2 separate regions of the Mus musculus genome follow, and region 1 is linked to region 2. The links are chromatin contacts, called in public promoter capture Hi-C maps. All regions are on one chromosome and are shown on one strand. Each heading gives the region's core, a stretch centred on a gene start, on an enhancer-like site or on the middle of the called end of the contact. The rest is flanking DNA. Distances are from core to core; before and after follow the strand shown. Region 1 overlaps Grap (GRB2-related adaptor protein). Region 2 overlaps Epn2 (epsin 2).

Region 1 (6,062 bases), core at 3,348-5,847, 110 kb after region 2:
CTGCCTGTAGGTGAAGAAATTGGAGCAAGAGAGTGAAGAATTGTCCTCAAAAGAGGTGTGGAAATCTGGAGACTGAAAGAGCTGCCTGTGCAAAGAGCCTTGGGAAAGACAGAGCACCCAACCCAGAGCCTGGGGGAGAGGGAGCACTCAGCCCAGAGCCTGGGGGAGAGGGAGCACCCAGCCCAGAGCCTGGGGGAGAGGGAGCACCCAGCCCAGAGCCTGGGGGAGAGGGGGTACCCAGCCCAGAGCCTGGGTGACAGGGGGTATCCAGCCCAGAGCTTGGGAAAGAGGGAGCAATCAGCCCAGAGCCTGGGAGAGAGGGAGCACCCAGTCCAGAGCCTGGGAAAGAGGGAGCACTGAGTCCAGAAACAGCTCTCCGGAAGGCTCCTCAAAGCAGGGCCTTGATCTGTTTGAAGAGTTTGACTGAAGTGTAAGAGGGAAGAGAGGACTCTGGGCCTGTTGGGCAAGCAGAAGAGACACAGAAGTAGCTCAGACTAAGAAAAACTTCCTAACCTAAATGACAATAATATATAAAGAACTCTTTTGTCTTGTTTGGTTTGGTCTGGTCTGATTTTTCTACATAGGTTTCCTCCATGTAGCCCTGGCTGTCCTGGAACTCACTCTGCAGCCCTGGCTGGCCTCTGCCTCTCCCTCCCCCTCCCCGCTCCTGCTGTAACCGACTGTGTTCACCACTATGTCCAGCACCACTTTGCTTTAAAAACAACTTGCTTTTGAAAACAACAGTGAAACCTCCAAGGTTGCAGAGAGCATGGAGAGGTCTGTGTCTTCCCGTTGGGGTGGCAGACAATGAAGTGACATAATGATCTAGGGCAGTGGTTCTCAACTTTCCCAGTACTGCGACCCTTTAATACAGTTCCTCATGTTGTGGTGACCTCCAACCATGGAATTATTTTTGTTGCTACTCCATACCTCCAATTTTGCTACTGTTGTGAATTGTAATGTAAATATCTGTGTTTTTCAATGGTCTTAGTTGACCCTGTAAAAGGGTTGTTTGACTCATAAATGGGCTGTAGCCTACAAGTTGAGAACCACTGATCTAGATGAATTTAAAAAGCTTAAAATTTTTGCACTAGGAGTCAGGTGGTAGTGGTGCATGCCTTTAATCCCAGCACTTGGGAGGCAGGGGCAGGCAGATCTCTGTGAGTTTGAGGTCAGCCTGATCTAAAAAACAATTTTTTTTTTTTTTTTTTTTGCGGTAGTCCAGATGGCACTCTTGATGTTGTTGAAGCGATTGCCTGGACAGAATTGGAAATCCTATCTCAAAATGAATAAATGAAAAATAATCTGTTGCATGGCCCAGAAACTCCCTTTATAGCCAGATAGGGCTCTGAAGCATCTAGCAGCAGGTCCTAGGTCTAGGTCTAGACTCCAGCTAATCATGAGAAAGCAAACAGCCAGGCAGACAGGATGGGCTCCTCCAGGCAGCTGTCCTTCTGGGGGGTGCACAGAGTATGAATTAGATACAGAAGTGAACCTGAATGGGCGTGGTGGAACAGCCACGATCTGAGCACTGGAGAGGCTGTAGCCCTACCCCTCCGAGGGAGGGCTGGGTGGAGGTGGGGCCGAAGCCCATGAGGACTTGCTAAGGCTGTCCAAGTGCAAAATCACATTCTCTTTGTTTATTTGCATGTTCTTTGTGTGTGTGTGTGTGTGTGTGTGTGTGTGTGTGTGTGTGTGTGTGTAAAATTAGACTTATTAGTGTGTGTGTGTGTCCCAGGGATCAAACCCAGGCCATCAAGTGCTTTTATCTACTGAGCCATCTCCCTGGCCCTCTTTCTTGTTTTTGAGACAAGGTCTCCTTGTGAAGTCCAGGCTGGCCTTGAATTCACTACGTAGCCCAGACCTGCAAACCTGCAGTGATCCTCCCGCCTCACCTCCTTGGTGCTAGAATAGAGGTGCATGCACTGAAGCCCTGCCCTTTTTTCTTGCAGTGTTAGGAATGAACTCAGGACCTTGTGCATCTTGGGCAAATACTTTCCCTCTAGGTCTCACTTCACGGTCCTTGCACTGGCTGCTCCTGTAAACCTTTCTGTGTTGACTGTAACTGGCTTTAGACCTGTTTCAGACTGGCAGAAAAACTGCACAGATAAAAGGGGACATCCTCACTGTTGCAGCCAGCAGCCAGCTGCTAGCCATGGTCCCGGTGAACTGGTTTGATATATTAGTACTGATCACCACCCATCCACACTTCCTATGCATTTCAATTTGTTAACATATTGTGTTAAATATTACTCAGTATCTTCATTCTGAGACTTTTTTTTTTTTTAGCATCGTTTTGAATTTGACCCCAGAGTGCTTCTCTACCTCACTACAGTCTCTCCCTGCTGTCGGTAGCTTAGAAACGTTAGAGCCCTGTGTATGGGCTCCTTCCTCTCTGGCCAGGGCTACACTGTGTGCTGGTGTCCAGTCCCTCCCCTGGTGGGCTCTGGTGGGTGTAACTATGTCACACCAAGTGATGCCAGTTTGCAGGTGGCACACAACTTCCTCTCTAGGTGCTGCTCAGAAAACATAGGTGGAAACCCCCTAGGCCATAGGCTTTCTCAGGACATGTGGCCCTGAGTGACTCTTAACAGGGATGAAGGCCCTCTTTGGCAGGCAGGTCCTTCTAGGTAGACAGAAGCCACTGTTAGCTAGAGAATAAGCATGCTCTCTCTCTCTCCCTCTCTCTCTCTCTCTCTCTCTCACACACACACACACACACACACACACGCATACACACAGCTCTCTCTCTCTCACACACACACACACACACACACACACACACGCATACACACACACACACAGCTCTCTCTCACACACACACACATGGCTCTCTCTCTCTCTCTCTCTCTCTCTCTCTCTCTCTCTCTCTCTCTCTCTCTCTCTCTCTCTCTCTCTCTCCATGATTAGCTTGCCCCGGGGACTCAGACTGATATCTCCCTGGGAAGCTGATGGTACCATGCACCCTAGCCGCCTGCCCCTGAAACCTTCCAGCTCTGGACTCCTGTCTGGAATCTGAGCATCTCTCCCTGCCCTGCCCTTCCCCTATGGCCATGTAGCTAGTGCACTTCTCCTCAGACCCGTGGCCTCTTTTCAAGGAGCCAAAGTTGGGCTTCTGCCCTGGCTGTCCCCCTATTCCCTCTACCTTGGAAACTGTCCCCCTATCTTTTCATCATTGAATTCCTTTTCTTTTCCTTTTGCCGGTGAAGGATGGAGAACCACAAACAAGTCTAACCATGTAGTCCAAACAGACCTGGAACTCAAAAATCCTCCTGCTCCAGCTTTCTAAGGGCTGGGGAGACAGGCATGGGCCACCAAACTAGCTGGTCCTTTCTTATAAATCGGGGCATCTCCCACATATGTGTGTGTGCGCGCACATGCTTTTCTTGAGCACTCTGTGTGCCCCTCTGGCAGCTCCTTGTCCAGGCAGTGGCTCCCTGACACTCTTTGCTGCATGAAGCTGCTGTTTGTCTCTCACCTTCTTTAAGGCATCCCTGGGGACAGGCTCCTAGCATTCATAGCACCTTCAGGACTCCTTTTGTTGTCTGTACCCAGTAGGTGCTCAAGCAAGCTGTCAGTGACTGCCTCTGGGGGCAGTAGAAAAGCCAGCAGCAGTCAGGGCCAGTGGTGGGACAGACAGGCTCTGAGCTTGACCTAGGATTCAGTACTAACCTGAAGGGTGTTCTCTGGGGAAGGAGGTCCCACAGCTCCAAAGGTCCAGGGCTCCATCAGCAATAAGAATTCAGCAAGGTAAGCATAGAAGCATCCTTGGTCTGCACAAAGAGATGGATGGATGCAGAACAGTACATGGCTGGAGTTAAGGGTACAGTGGCCACATAGGAATTATAGCATGAGAAACTGTGTGGTTGGTCACAGCTATGCCCATTAACAGATAAGCTAATGTCTGGAGCAAGTGCAGGGCTCCAGCTAGTGCTGGAGCCAAATCCCTAGAGACAACAGAAGTAGCCAGAGCTCAAAAGCACTGGCTAGAATTTCCTTCTCAAGCTGTGGCCACATTGGGGAAATTGTTTCATTTAGAGTGAAAGTGGTTCTGAGCCAGCTACCCGCTTCCATCTGTTCAACTACCCGCTTCTGTCTGCCCAGCACTGCTGACCTTCTTCAGGCCAGGAAGGAAGGAAGGGCTCAGCCAGGCTTCAGTTCCTCCCCCAGGGTGGGGGCTCAGGACTGGACTGAGGCACAAGCCTTTTAGCTGCTTTTCACTTGCAGATCAGACATGCAGATATATCAATTTCCCTGTTTCTATTGCCCTGGTGCAGAGGGGAGCCAGCTCTGCAGCCTGCTCCTAAGTAGAGAAGGGCCTCAGGCTTGGTGCCAGGGACAAGGCAGGAGTTCAGTGGGGTGAGAGCCAGTGGGCCATGGCCCCTAAGGCCAGCATTGCCAATGCTCTATACCAACTATAGGGGCTGTGTATGCTGTGCTGCCCTGGCCAGGTTCACTCCTTCTCTAAGCCTGGCTGGGAAACAGCACTTGGTGATGGCAGTTTCTTCAGCTTGTTTGAGAACTGAGGTGACACAGCGCAAACGTACCCATGACATGGAGGGTGCTGTCCCCTCCTGCTTTCCACCCTTCAGTGGTTCACCCAGTGACTCTCAACCTAGTTCCAGCTAGTTCACCTGGGGTGACAGGGCCACAGACTTGGAGGGTATCTGTGGGGCCTAAGTATCTGGGAACTGGGACTCTCAGAACTGGCCTCATCAGAACATAGGATCTTTTGTTTGTCCCCCTATTCTAATCCTCACTGTCATCCCAAACACCAAATATATGTGACCCATTGGAGCTCTCTGACTCATCTGGGGGCCTTCATGTCATATCTCAGTGGTCATTGATTGGCTACTCTGTGTTCCTGCAAACATAGCTCAGTCAGAAACCAAGGAACACAAGTCTACTTCCTTTCCCCGAGGCCCCTGGGGGTCTGGATGGAAGGTGTAGATGTCCACCTGCCAGTATGCAGGCTTGGCCTGTGAGATGCCATAGGTCCCCATCCAGGGCTCTGTCCTCTGGGACAGCGGCCTGGCAGCTTCTGCAGACAGCAGGGCCTCAGCAGGTGGCTGAGTAGACAAGACATATTGTTCCTTCCTACAGATCCTGAACATGGAAGATGACCAGAACTGGTACAAAGCTGAGCTCCGAGGAGCGGAGGGTTTTGTTCCCAAGAACTACATCCGTGTAAAGCCACACCCGTGAGTAGTCACCACTGCCACCATCCACCTGGAGGCGATGCGACCCCACCTTGCCTTGCCAGAGCCAAGCTGCTTGGGGTACAATACACCCCAAGAAGATGGGCACTGGCTGACTGGTCTGGGACTTGGATAGGCTAGAAGTCTAGTTTGGCCCAGATATCTTAGGTCTGGGACGTAGGTCAGGCTCTTTACAGATGGCATCCAGTATTGCTCTCAGAATGTCTGGACAGCTAAACGATCCTTGAACACCAACTGGATATTCTTTAAATGGCATCTGGGTCATTGATCTGGTTTCAGGGAGCCAGACACAGGGACAGGGGATCAGAATAGTGGGATACACAAGGCACAGAAAGTATATGTAGAAAGGCAGGCAGCATCAGGGTGCCTCTCAGAAAAGGTGGCAATGAGTGAGATGCTGAGGGATCCATGGGAGTTGGCTGTATAGACAAGGGCAATGACTTTTGGAATTTTCGGGGGAAAGTGGAAAAAGGGAGGAAGCCAGAACGAGGCAAGGAAAGCAATGACCCCTGGCCCTTTAGTACAGAGGACAGGCACTGAGACAAGGGAGCAGAAAGCCATGGGGGTGCTGGGCCAGGGTGGAGCTCAGTCAGCAGGTGGAAGTTGTGCTGTGTGGCTGGGTGAAAAGGAAGGAGGTACAGGGGGAGCCCAAAGGGTATTTCCTCTTTGGTTTTTTTTTTTTTTTTTTTTTTTTTTTTTTTTTTTTTTTCTGCTTGTTTCCAAAGCTGCTGCCACCTCCAGCTTCCTCTGTTGTGCTGGAGGTGGCAACACCTGTTCCGGGTCCCCATCCCTAACCACTCTGCTGGCTTTCCTGCCTGGCACACCCCCAACCAGAGACAGGAG
Region 2 (5,397 bases), core at 582-3,081:
AATCCTTAATGCAGGGAGATTTCAAGAGACTTACGGCTACCTTCAGATATAAGTTATCTCACAAGTCATCATCAGATTAAAGAAAGCAACTCAAACTTGAAAATTACGATAGCCAGAAATACAAGAAAATGTTAACCTGCTCCAACCCTAATAATAACTTAGAATTCCTAGAGGCAGGAAGCCTGACTTTGATATGTAAATCTCTTACATAATAAATACATTCCTCAAAATTCTAATGGTGGTACAAAGAAAGTCAAACTGAAGCCTATTATACAAAAGTGGAAAATGCTGGTGTGTAGCAAATTAAGAAGGAAAGGTGTTCTGCCGTGCTGGTCATGCAGATAGCACACACCCATCATCCAGCACCCTGAAGGTTGATTAGGAAGATAGCAAGTTTGCAGCCAGGCTGGCTACCCAGGGGGACTCACTTTCAGAAAGTAAAAAACAAAAAGGTTTCTGTTATGTTGACATAATGTACTGTTCTGAAGGATATAGGCTTGGAAGCCCGTTTCTACTGCATCCTAGGGCCACCAGAGCCACCTTTCTCTCTGAGTTCAGGATCCTTAGTAGCTGCCCAGCCCTAAGAAATAGAGGATGAACAGTGTAGTGTGCCTGAGATAACTTCTTGGCAGTGCCCAGGAGACTAGCAGGATCAGAAATCAGCTTCTACAAGGCCCAAACACCACTTCCTCTCCCTGAAACGTCTTCTGAATATAGAACAAAGACCCAAAGTGATCCAACACACAATCAGAACGCAGATCAGTCCTGCACAGCACAGACCCAGCCATACAAATCAAATCCTGGAGACTCTTTTGCATATGTGAGGAGAAAGTCTTACTGATGCTAACCTAGAGTGTTCCTTTCTAGGTGAAACAGAGACATCCAACCTTGTCTGGTTAATGAAATACTAAGGACTGAGCTATTATAGAGACCTGCAATTCAGTTGGTAGAAAAAGACACTGAATGCAAGATTCAGAAATAAATGATCAAGTACAAGGGTCATTTCCTCCTGGCTACTAGGTATTTGAGTCCCTGTAGGTTTGGAAAGCAGGACAATCCCTTGGCTGACTGACATTCTAGGACAAAAAAATAATCTGGCGAGACTGGCCTTGGAGTCCACGTTCCCCTAAGAACTTAAGAAGCATGGCATAGCCTTGACTAAATTCCCAGAAGACCCACAGAGCAGCCAGGGGGACCAAAAGCCCCTTTGTAAGTAACTCAATCTAGATCGAGGACGCTGTCGCCTGGGTCTCAGCCAGAGGCTGAGAACTAAGGTGCTCAGGTGTTCAGCCCCAGCACCTGCCACTCAGCTTTCGCATAAAGGTGAGGTACTTTGTTTACTCACAGCCGTGGTAGGATGCCGGCGAGCCCCCAGCCTTGCCATACTCCTGCTCTGAGTAGCTGGTAGAAAGGTTGGGCTGGCTGGAGCCACGGCCAAAGGTGATTTGGTTGCTGCCCACGCCAGTGGCCACCTGAGCCATGCGCTCTTTGGTTTTGAGAGCCTGAACTCTCTCAACCTTCAGCCGCTCCTCATCCTTGAGGAGCGCAACCAGTTGCTTTGATTTCTCTCGAACGTTAATACCCTGGTCTTTGCCATCACGGTCAATGTACTGAAAGTCCTTCAGAGTCTGTATGGCAAAGATGTTCTCACGGCACTGCTGGGCCACCCGCTCAGAACCTGTCTTGATAAGGTAGTCCAGCAGTGTCAGTGCCTTGTATACATGCCGCCAGTTCTTGCCATGGTCATTAAGTCGCTTCCAAACCATGCTCATGATCTCCGAGAACGCTACCACATTGTAGGTCAGGTCAGCAATCTCAGTCATCAGAGAGCTGGATGGGCCCCACGGGTCATTGGAGGTGGCCTCCCGGACTTTGATTTCAGCCTCTGAGTAATTGTTCACAATGTTTTTCATCTGCCGTCTGATAGATGAAGTTGTCATTTTTATCTTCTTTGTTACAAATGTGAAGCCCTTCAAGAGAAACTTTCCTGTCCCCTAAGCCTGCACCCTAGGAAGTTTCCGTGTCAGAAATGCAGATGGAACAAAATGGCCCTCCACAGTCATTTCCTCCTCCAAAGCCTCAGGTCCCAGAAGCTGGCAGCCATGCCCTAGAGAGAAAAAGAACACATTGCTTTTATAAGAAGCACTGGTGAGGATGGGAGAGCCCAAGACAAGCAGTGTACAAGAACATACCTAGTTCCATGGATACAAAAACATCCATCCTGCTTTCAAAACTAAGATCAGGTCAGAAATGCCACATGCTAAACAATAAACTCATTTAAACCTTAAGCAAACACCATGATCATTGTTCTATCTCCTAAGGTTTTTGCCGGAGTGGCTAGCTTGCAGTGGCCTATCTTTTTGTTTTGTTTTTTGTTTGTTTGTTTGTTTGTTTGTTTTTTCAAGACAGGGTTTCTCTGTTTAGCCCTGGCTGTTCTGGAACTCACTTTGTAGACCAGGCTAGCCTCGAACTCAGAAATCTGCCTGCCTCTGCCTCCTGAGTGCCGGGATTAAAGGCGTGCACCACCACACCCGGCTTTACTGCGGCCTATCTTTAATGCCAAACAAAAGCCGAATGTAGGAAAACTGAGGTACTGGGTGAGATGTCGTGATAAATGTATTTTTAACCTTTGGTGCTGGGTACTGAACTCTGGGCCACATGCATATCAACTATGTACCTCAGCACTGAGATGTACTCCTGTCCAGTCCTTAGAGTTTTCCGTGTTGGGGCAACAAAGTCTCATTTCAAAAATACCTTAAGCCTAAAATGCCTGTCTATGACTTTAAAATTGGGCTTTGGCTCATGAGCCCCTAACTGCCTAGAAAATTCTCCTTAAGTGCCATTTCTCTGTGACCCTTCCTGAGCATGAATTAGTGAAATGCTGACTGCTCTTCTATAGAAAAGCTAACAACCTACACTACCACCTTCCATTCCCCATATACCCCAGCTCTCAGGATCTTCTGACCAGGGACAAGCCTAACACCTCATCTCAGAGAGGAAAGCCGAACCCCAGAGCTGAATCACAGGCTCCAGTGCACACATCTCCTTCCTTTCTTCAGATGAACAAGAGCTAGAGTAAGGTCCACATCTCCCATCTCCAGCATGTATGGTGATCGCCATCTGTCCCATTCACAGTGAAGAGCCAGGATCCAACACTGTGCCCAACATGAAATAAACACCTGAATAAACGATATTACACTTACAAACAGTATTCCTGTCCTCAGGCCACAATCCTCATCTGTAAGATAAAGAAACAAATCTCAAGACAACTGAAGACTTGAGAGAAAACAAGGGCCCTCGGCAGCCCTGCTACAGTTGCTCAGTCCCTATGGCTTAATTCCTTGTAACAGTAGAGGTAGTTCCTTCCCATCAGAAATATAAAATACAAGGTGTGGAATCTTAAAGTTGGCTGGCTACTGTAACAGGCTGAGACCCTCCCTACAGATCCTCAGGCAGCCCAGAACCTGGCACCTAAAGTGAACCTTCCTCTCCCTGGATTGCTGTGGTGTTTCTGTCAGAGAAATACCAGACATCCCTAGTTTCTTTCTTCAAGACTCAGTTAAGCAGGCAATGGGTGCATGAAAAATAAACAAAAAGGCGACACAAAGAATACAATGGTCATTCATCACCTACAGCCACAGAGATAAGGAGACAATTCATAAAGCCTCAGCTGCCTTCTCTGCTCACTCAGATAGGCTGAGGAGCCCTGTCTGTGCCTGAGGCCAGAGCACTGACTCCATTAGATGGCGGCATGTTCTGCCTCTCTACCCATCTGTTCAGCTTTCATGAATCCCCAAAACCTGTCAGAAAACAGATAAAACCTTTTTCAGAGTGACTGTACATCTGATTTAATTAGGTTTTTCACTTGTAATTTACTGTATGCAGTAACAGGTTGGGCCTCATAGAAGAAAAAGACACCTCTGATTTCCAGTCAATCCGGATTGTAGTTCATTCCAAATATTGTCAAGTTGACAACCAGGAATAGCCACTACAATCCACCCCTTGTCAACTTGACACAAATAATATCTCATAGTCCAAGGATCTAGCAGTTACTCAGTCTCACGCAGCAAGCAGGCGAAGGAGCAAGAGCAAGAGCTAGACTCCCTTCTTCCAATGTCCTTATATTGTCTCCAGCAGAAGGTGTAGATCAGATTAAAGGTGTGTTCCACCACACCTTTAATCCCAGATGAAAGGCGTAGCCCAGATTAAAGGTGTGTTCCTTAAACTCGGAGATTCAATCTTCTGGAATCCATAGCCACTATGGCTCAAGATCTTCAAACCAAGATCCAGATAAGGATCTCCAAGCCTCCAGATAAGGGTCACTGGTGAGCCTTCCAATTCCGGATTGTAGTTCATTCCAAATATTGTCAAGTTGACAACCAGGAATAGCCACTACAATCCACCCCTTGTCAACTTGACACAAATAATATCTCATGTTCACATGAAACAATAACAAGGTTGTAAATACGCCTAACATGATATAACTATCCCTCGTACAATCGCAAACGCATTAGTAAATTTACAATGGGCATTCATATTACTTTATAATCCTCGTTTCTGCAATTGGTTACGTGGCCTTAATTGGTATTTATAACTACCTTCCTCTACTACCCATTCTGTATTTCCTTCACCTTCAGCCAGCACCTCAGCAGGTCTTGGCTCTTTTCCTGGAGGATTGAGCATTTCAGCTTAACCACAGATGTGTCAAAGTTGTTAAGTCATTTCAGATCCACCTAATGCCCACAACTTTGGGATATGTCATGTGATTGATTTGATATCCAGCAGTATGCCTGGCCCATACTTAGAGGTCCCAGGTTCAATTTCCAGAACCTATGCGACAATTCAGGGAACCAGGCATATATGCAGGCAAAGCACTAATACAAATAAAATAAAAATAAATCTTTAAAGCCAGACACAGCACTCAGGAGGCAGAGAATTAGAGGCCATCCTGGTCTACAGAGTAACTTCCTCCAGGACAGGCCCTGTCTCAAATAAATAAATAAATAAATAAATAAATAAATTTAAAAAATAATAAAATAATCTTTAAATGAATAAAAGTTTCTGAAAATGACTATGATTATAACCACAAAAATTGGTTAAAACTCCAACCAAGAGCAAAGCTGAGCACAACAGCTGCTCTGGAGAAATGCTGTGACCAGTACAGTGGCAGAGGTTACTTGACCAGTGAGGCCCTGGATTCTAACTCCCATTCAACATAAGCAGTAAGGGGCTAGAGAGATGGCTCCATGGCTGGTTTTGTTGTTGTTGCTGCTGCTGTTGTTGTTTTGCTTTTTATTGTTTGGGGTTTTGTTTGGTTTGTTTTTTTTTTTTTCTTGGCTTTTTTGTTTTTAAATATTCAGTCAAGTTCTAGGAAATTGACAAAAAGCACTTTTTTTA

Evidence for each region. Capture Hi-C pulls out chosen DNA fragments and counts their contacts.
Region 1: a contact with region 2 is called in a promoter capture Hi-C map of liver. The contact joins two enhancer-like sites. A contact is called at or near these places in 2 of 39 promoter capture datasets (embryonic stem cells and macrophages), 3 of 115 datasets of contacts at active chromatin or transcription factors (cardiomyocytes, embryonic stem cells and pancreatic cancer cells) and 3 of 9 other capture datasets (adipose tissue, liver and pancreatic islet).

What each region holds. Positions count from the first base shown.
Region 1 is chr11:61,655,119-61,661,180 of GRCm38.p6, forward strand. Grap (GRB2-related adaptor protein) reads left to right here. Exons shown (of 5, transcript NM_027817.3): 2 at 5,104-5,201. Among named protein-coding and RNA genes, the nearest start is that of Grap, 4.8 kb to the left of the region's middle. Within about 2 kb of position 4,598, at least 35 of the 459 cell types and tissues checked have an H3K27ac peak or open chromatin away from gene starts, as enhancers often do. A contact at or near this core is called in liver, where this site is marked.
Region 2 is chr11:61,544,805-61,550,201 of GRCm38.p6, forward strand. Epn2 (epsin 2) reads right to left here. Exons shown (of 11, transcript NM_001252188.2): 3 at 1,346-2,107. The coding sequence starts at 1,940. Among named protein-coding and RNA genes, the nearest start is that of Epn2, 32 kb to the right of the region's middle. Within about 2 kb of position 1,832, at least 12 of the 459 cell types and tissues checked have an H3K27ac peak or open chromatin away from gene starts, as enhancers often do. A contact at or near this core is called in liver, where this site is marked.